Linked DNA regions of Triticum aestivum: region 1 is linked to region 2. A link is a contact called in public Hi-C data. All regions are on one chromosome and are shown on one strand. The core of a region is the stretch at or near the end of the contact, and the rest is flanking DNA. Distances in the headings are between cores, read along the strand shown.

Region 1 (2,700 bases), core at 94-2,593, 350 kb before region 2:
ACCGCACGACTCCATCTCCGACGACGTCCTCTTCTGGAACACCATTCTTCTTGCGCCTCGTTTCGGTTGCTTGTAATTTACAGAGTTAACAACCGGTGGTTGCGCTGCTCATGGTTCGTCCCAGAACACAGATCTGCAAATAAATTATTAAAATCCCATTAGCAATTATAACAACAAAAGATACGTGGTTGCTATAGTACAAAAAGGAAAGATCATTCGTTGGGATCTCCGCAACAAGTCAGGATAAATCTCGGATAAACCCTTGATTAATTAAACAGGGGATGATCATAGTTAGCAGTGCAATTAATTACAAAAATTGTAGTCCCAAAACCCCAGGAGGATAGGGCCGGGCATGGAGCGCCCGAAATGATGAGAATTTTTTAAACCAGCTGCGCTCCAAACCCAATTGGTTTCATCAAAAGAACACAGGAAATGGAGGGAATTCGTACTTGCTCTCGTGATCCAAATTACTAGTAAGCGGAGAGAACAATCTTTGGGTTGAAATGGTTTCGCCGCCGTATTAAATGCACCCAAGAAAATTAAATTCGCCGGGCAAACCAAACCAGCACGCCAGGCGATCAAAGAGAAAAGCCTTTAAAAAACTCACATGCATCGGAATCCGTGAAGATTAAGCAACTGCCAAAAGGAAAGCGGACGCGTCGGTTAAAAAAAAAAGAGGGAAAGAAGAGCAAGCCCAGTGGGTGAAAACCAAGCAAGAATTCTCAAATCGCCGGGCGCCAGATCGGATCTTGGCGCCTAATTCCCGCAATTCGACGCGAATTTCGTCCGAAATGGGGCGGCCTGAGACGAACAGCTCGAAATGCGCGGCCTCCCGCTCCAAATTTCCCGAATTCTCACCATGACCGGCGTCGGAACCCGCCGATCACAGCAAAGCAAAAGAGTTTCAGGCAGAAATGGGCTTGGGGCCTCCCCGGAGGCCGGAAGAAAACCCCAGGCAGCCCCAGTTCCCCGAATTCCCCAAACCCAAGCAACGAAGGCGAGCCCCAGGCACAGAGGCTCGCAATTCAGCACAATTCGACGGAACCCCGTGGCCGGACTCACCTCAGAGGCAGAGATCCACGGCGGCCTCCGATCGCCCCCACCAACCGGCCCCGGATCACCGTACGGGGCTCCGCGGCGGAACCCTCCGGCGAGATCCCGCACCCAACAGGCAGGCGACCGCGCGCTGGTTTATTCCTCCTCCTCCCCCTCCCTCGCTCGCTTCCCTCCCCTCGCCTTCGCTTCTCTCTTGTGGCTTCCCTTTTTATTTATTTTCCCTCTCTCCTCCTCCTCCTCCTCCGGTTCTCCCCTCCCCTGTCGCGGACGTGTGGTGTGGTTTGGCCAAAACCCCTCAAAACCAACCCCCCCTTCTTAAACCCCCCAACCCCACGCCACCTGCTGCTCCCTGTTAAACCACGCGCCCACCGCCTGCACCCGGTCGCCCACACGCCAACGACCGCTTCCTCCACTCGTCGCCGTCCACCTGCCCCCCGTCCCCGATCCAACGAGCGGCAGCGCCCTTCCACGCGAGGGAGCTTTTTCCTACAGGCGGGAGTAGTTTCCGTGGACCCACCGCCCCGCGCCACGCGGCGAGGATCCCGGCCGTCGGTTTCCTGAGGGCGCCCACCGCCGTTGGATCGCGGGCGGTCCTTGAGTCTCTCGTAGCCACGAACGCGAGGAGCGATCCCTGTTAATCGCTGGGGGTTTAGGGAGGAGATTAGCGGGCCGTTTTTAGCAGTCGCGAAATAGAAACGTGGGGAAACAATTAGATTAGGGGGTTTCCCCTGGATTAATTTGGGAGGCCTCGGATTTTCTTGCGGCTTTTTCTCTTTTTTGCGGGGGTTTTGAGAGGCTATGCATGCGGTGCTGGTGGAGGAGAATGTTCAGGGGTGATGCTCGAAAAGGTGCTAAGATTCCGGAGCTTCTTCGGGGCAGGGCAGCAGGGCCGGATAATTTTTAGATAACAAGTTCGTGGCCTTTGTGGGTTTGGAGGGTGCACAATGCTCAACGAAATAACGCATGCGATTGCAAATTTTAGCATTGTAAATGTACAGTCACTAATAATATCCTCAAGGACGTTGGCCTAGTTTTTGTAATATATAGATGCGCTTAGTGTAATTCACTTATCATGCGGGTCGTTCCCATAATTATAGTAATCTTACGTACATTGTTCATGAAGAAATACTAGTATGCGGGTTTGATTATGCTATGTACTATGTATAATGGCCCAAGATCACAAGATGAGTAATTACTTTCTTCTTTTACCAACTATGGCAGAACCAAAATTCATTGAACTAGCATAATAAAAAAAAGTCCAATTAGTTCAAAATAACTTGTACAATTAAATCTAGTTTAATTACTACGCCGGTTAGAGAAAATAGCTTGTTAGTACCTAAAGGCCTTCCAAATGTATAGTTCCTTTCAGAATAAATATGTACTCCTATTTCATAAAACTAGACCAGGTACAAAAAAATATCTGGCAACTCTTATATAGGTAAATTCGAGTAATACTATTCAATTGTATAAATGTAAGCTAAATCACTTCTTTTTTAAAATCTAGCTTGTTTGCTAAGAAAAAGAAAACAAAAAGTGTAAGAAGACATCAATATATTTCTAAAGAGGCACTCCCAATGCATCATATCTTAAGCTATATCACATGCATTAAACATATATTTAGATATAGCTCCTCTATTTGGTTAT
Region 2 (2,700 bases), core at 184-2,683:
TGTTAAATCCTTGATCCTCACCTCCTGTTTCCATCGCCCCTTCATAGCCTCTGCTTCCGCATCGTCTGTGCCTCCATCTGGGTTGATAACTTCAAGCCCTTCATAGCCAACCAACCTGTAGACAGCACAAAACTGTTCATTAATTGTTTGAAAGTACCAAGTAAAGAACACAAATTTCTTCAACTAAAAGAATATATATTTACAGGGGAGACAGATAGACATCTGACAGCAAGCACATTTCAGAAGAATTCAAGCCGCAAAATGCAAAAGAGAAGAATAAAGTGAAGAGATGCCAAATGATGTGCATGTCACTTTCGCAGTATGCCAAACTTAAATCTGCATCCACCACTTGCGCCGCAATTCAGTGCAGAGCACACCCTGTCTGCTTTGAATTGCACATACAGAAATTGCATGTACTTAACTTTCACAATATCCTATTTGAGGCATTACATGCTAGTATACTAGATATCCAGAAAAAGAATCAACTTCAACCGATTATTGACTACTCCCTCCGTTCCTAAATATAAGCCCTTTCGAATGTAGTCCGTATTGAAATCTCTAAAAAAAGGCTTATATTTAGAAACGGAGAGAGTATATCATACTAGTATTAGGTAGGAATTGCTTTTTCTACATGCTGAACACACAGATCAGTGATCTCTACAGTGTTTCTACAAAACAGCAACTAAGCTACTCACCGGACAGTGCAATCATTGAGCTACAACAAACGATAGTACGAGATCATGTAACACTACGATCGCTAAAGTCTCGAGCTTGGAACTCAAACGAAGCACGCAATTCCACAATTCGCCAAAATCAGCTCACGGGGCCGACACCAAGGAGCTGAGATCGCGCGTGGAAGCAACAGATCAAATGGCGGAGAGGCAGCGGTAAGCATATGCATAGTTCCCGAAGAAATCGGGAGAGCTCGAGGCGGATCTGAAGAGATCGGGTAGGTAGGTAGGTAGGCCGGCGCGGAGACTCACCCGTTGACCGATTTGTGCACGGCGGTGCCCCAGCTGCGCACGCCCGCGGCGATCGAGGAGAAGAAGCCTCCGCCACCGCCCGACGACGCGGCCAGGTCCTGGTCCTTGGACCCCATCGCCGGCGATCTGCGCGGTCGGAGGGAAGCTCCGGCGCAGAGGAGTCGGGGAGGGGGATATGCTAGGGTTTGGGACGGCGCACGCGGAGGGGGCGGCCGCTAACCCCTGCCTAGAGGAGGTGGTGGTAGAGGAGCGCTGCTGAGGAGAGAGCGGCAGCGATGGCGATGGCGACGTCGCCGTGTGGGAGCAGGAATACTAGAACGAGACGAGAGAATTTGGAACGGCCGCGGGTGGTGAGAAGAAAAGGCCGAGCAGTCGGCGAAGCGAACCGGCCGCTTGAAGCGCAACGTGGGTAGGCGAGATGACCAGGATGCCCTCGCTGATTCCGCCCCGTTTACAATTCCAACTCTGTCGCCGGTGGACCGTTGCCGTTTCTCACTCGCTACACCGGCGATTTCTTAGATAGTACTCCCTCCGTTCCAAATTAGATGACTTAACTTTATACTAACTTTAATACAAAATTGGGTCATCTATTTTGGAACGGTCCAAATTAGATGACTTAACTTTATACTAACTTTAGTACAAAGTTGGGTCATCTATTTTGGAACGGAGGGAGTACAAGTGTGCCCGTGCGTTGCGTTGCTCGGGTGACAGTGCCGTTAAACGAATGGCTTTTTTAGAATGAAAAGTATGAATAGTATCATGAGGTGACATTAAGACCTACAAAATTTTATTCAACCACCGGTAGGGTAGACGCATCAATCAGTCTTGTTTCGGTTTGATATGTTGATGTCCAAAAGCAGAATTTTAGTTCAGGGATTGCTCGGATCTGCTTCAACTCCATGCTTAACCAACTACGCGGATCGGAGGCCTCTCATAGTATAATTTGGTGAAATTGCCGAAGCTTAGCTTTGTGAAGTCGAATCATATAGCTTAATATGTTTACGACGACAATGCCATCGCCAAGTGGCATAACTTAGTTCTGAATCCCCCTTCTGAAGAACCCAGTCGAAGCGCTATTCATGACGCCGCCGTTGTTCCCTTCTCACAAGCTCGCCACCGCCAAACCGCCAACCCTCCACCTCACTCTATTTAGCTCGCCACCACTCCATTGCCTCCCTCTCCTACCGCCGTCCTCCTCCCTTCATCACCCTCTTCCACATCATTGGCCTCCTCCCCAGCGTCGCCCTCTTCCCCGACACAAACCACCTCCCCGCCGTCGGCCTATACTACGCTCGTGATCAACCCCTCAAGCAACAGAAGTTGACCAACATGTCCAAAACGGTGCATCTCCTCCACGGATGCTGGAGCGCCGTGCTGAAGCTTCAATATTTCTAGACATTTCAGAATAGGCTTATATGTATGTTTCTTTCCCTCAAGTTGCCGCCCAATGAAATATTTTAGCATTGTTAACTTCAGCTAGAAATATAGTATATCTGTTTTGGTAATAGCTCATCTAAATAAATGATGTTTTTCATTGGTATACTCTGCACGCAATCTTTCATCAACCTCCCACACATTGATATAAAATCACTGCCATTTGACATTCAATCACCAATTGTAATGAAACTTTTTATTCTATTTTTTGCTGTCTCTACAGGGAATATCAAGGTCACGGCTACCAGATTTTTAGTTAACATAATGTTACAATAAAGAAATT

The links. Hi-C and Micro-C count contacts between places; a contact is called where the count stands out from the background.
Region 1: a Hi-C map of leaf shows a contact between it and region 2, with 5 times the contacts expected there. The contact joins the promoter of LOC123085443 here to the promoter of LOC123085442 in region 2. A contact is called at or near these places in 4 of 5 Hi-C or Micro-C datasets (leaf and an unstated tissue) and 1 of 1 datasets of contacts at active chromatin or transcription factors (leaf).

Annotation. Positions count from the first base shown.
Region 1 is chr4A:105,539,452-105,542,151 of IWGSC CS RefSeq v2.1, reverse strand. It overlaps LOC123085443 (telomere repeat-binding protein 5), which reads right to left and starts at 1,343. Exons shown (of 10, transcript XM_044507073.1): 1 at 1,063-1,343; 2 at 1-133. The coding sequence starts at 45.
Region 2 is chr4A:105,187,366-105,190,065 of IWGSC CS RefSeq v2.1, reverse strand. LOC123085442 (oxysterol-binding protein-related protein 3A) reads right to left here and starts at 1,433. Exons shown (of 10, transcript XM_044507072.1): 1 at 984-1,433; 2 at 22-115. The coding sequence starts at 1,099.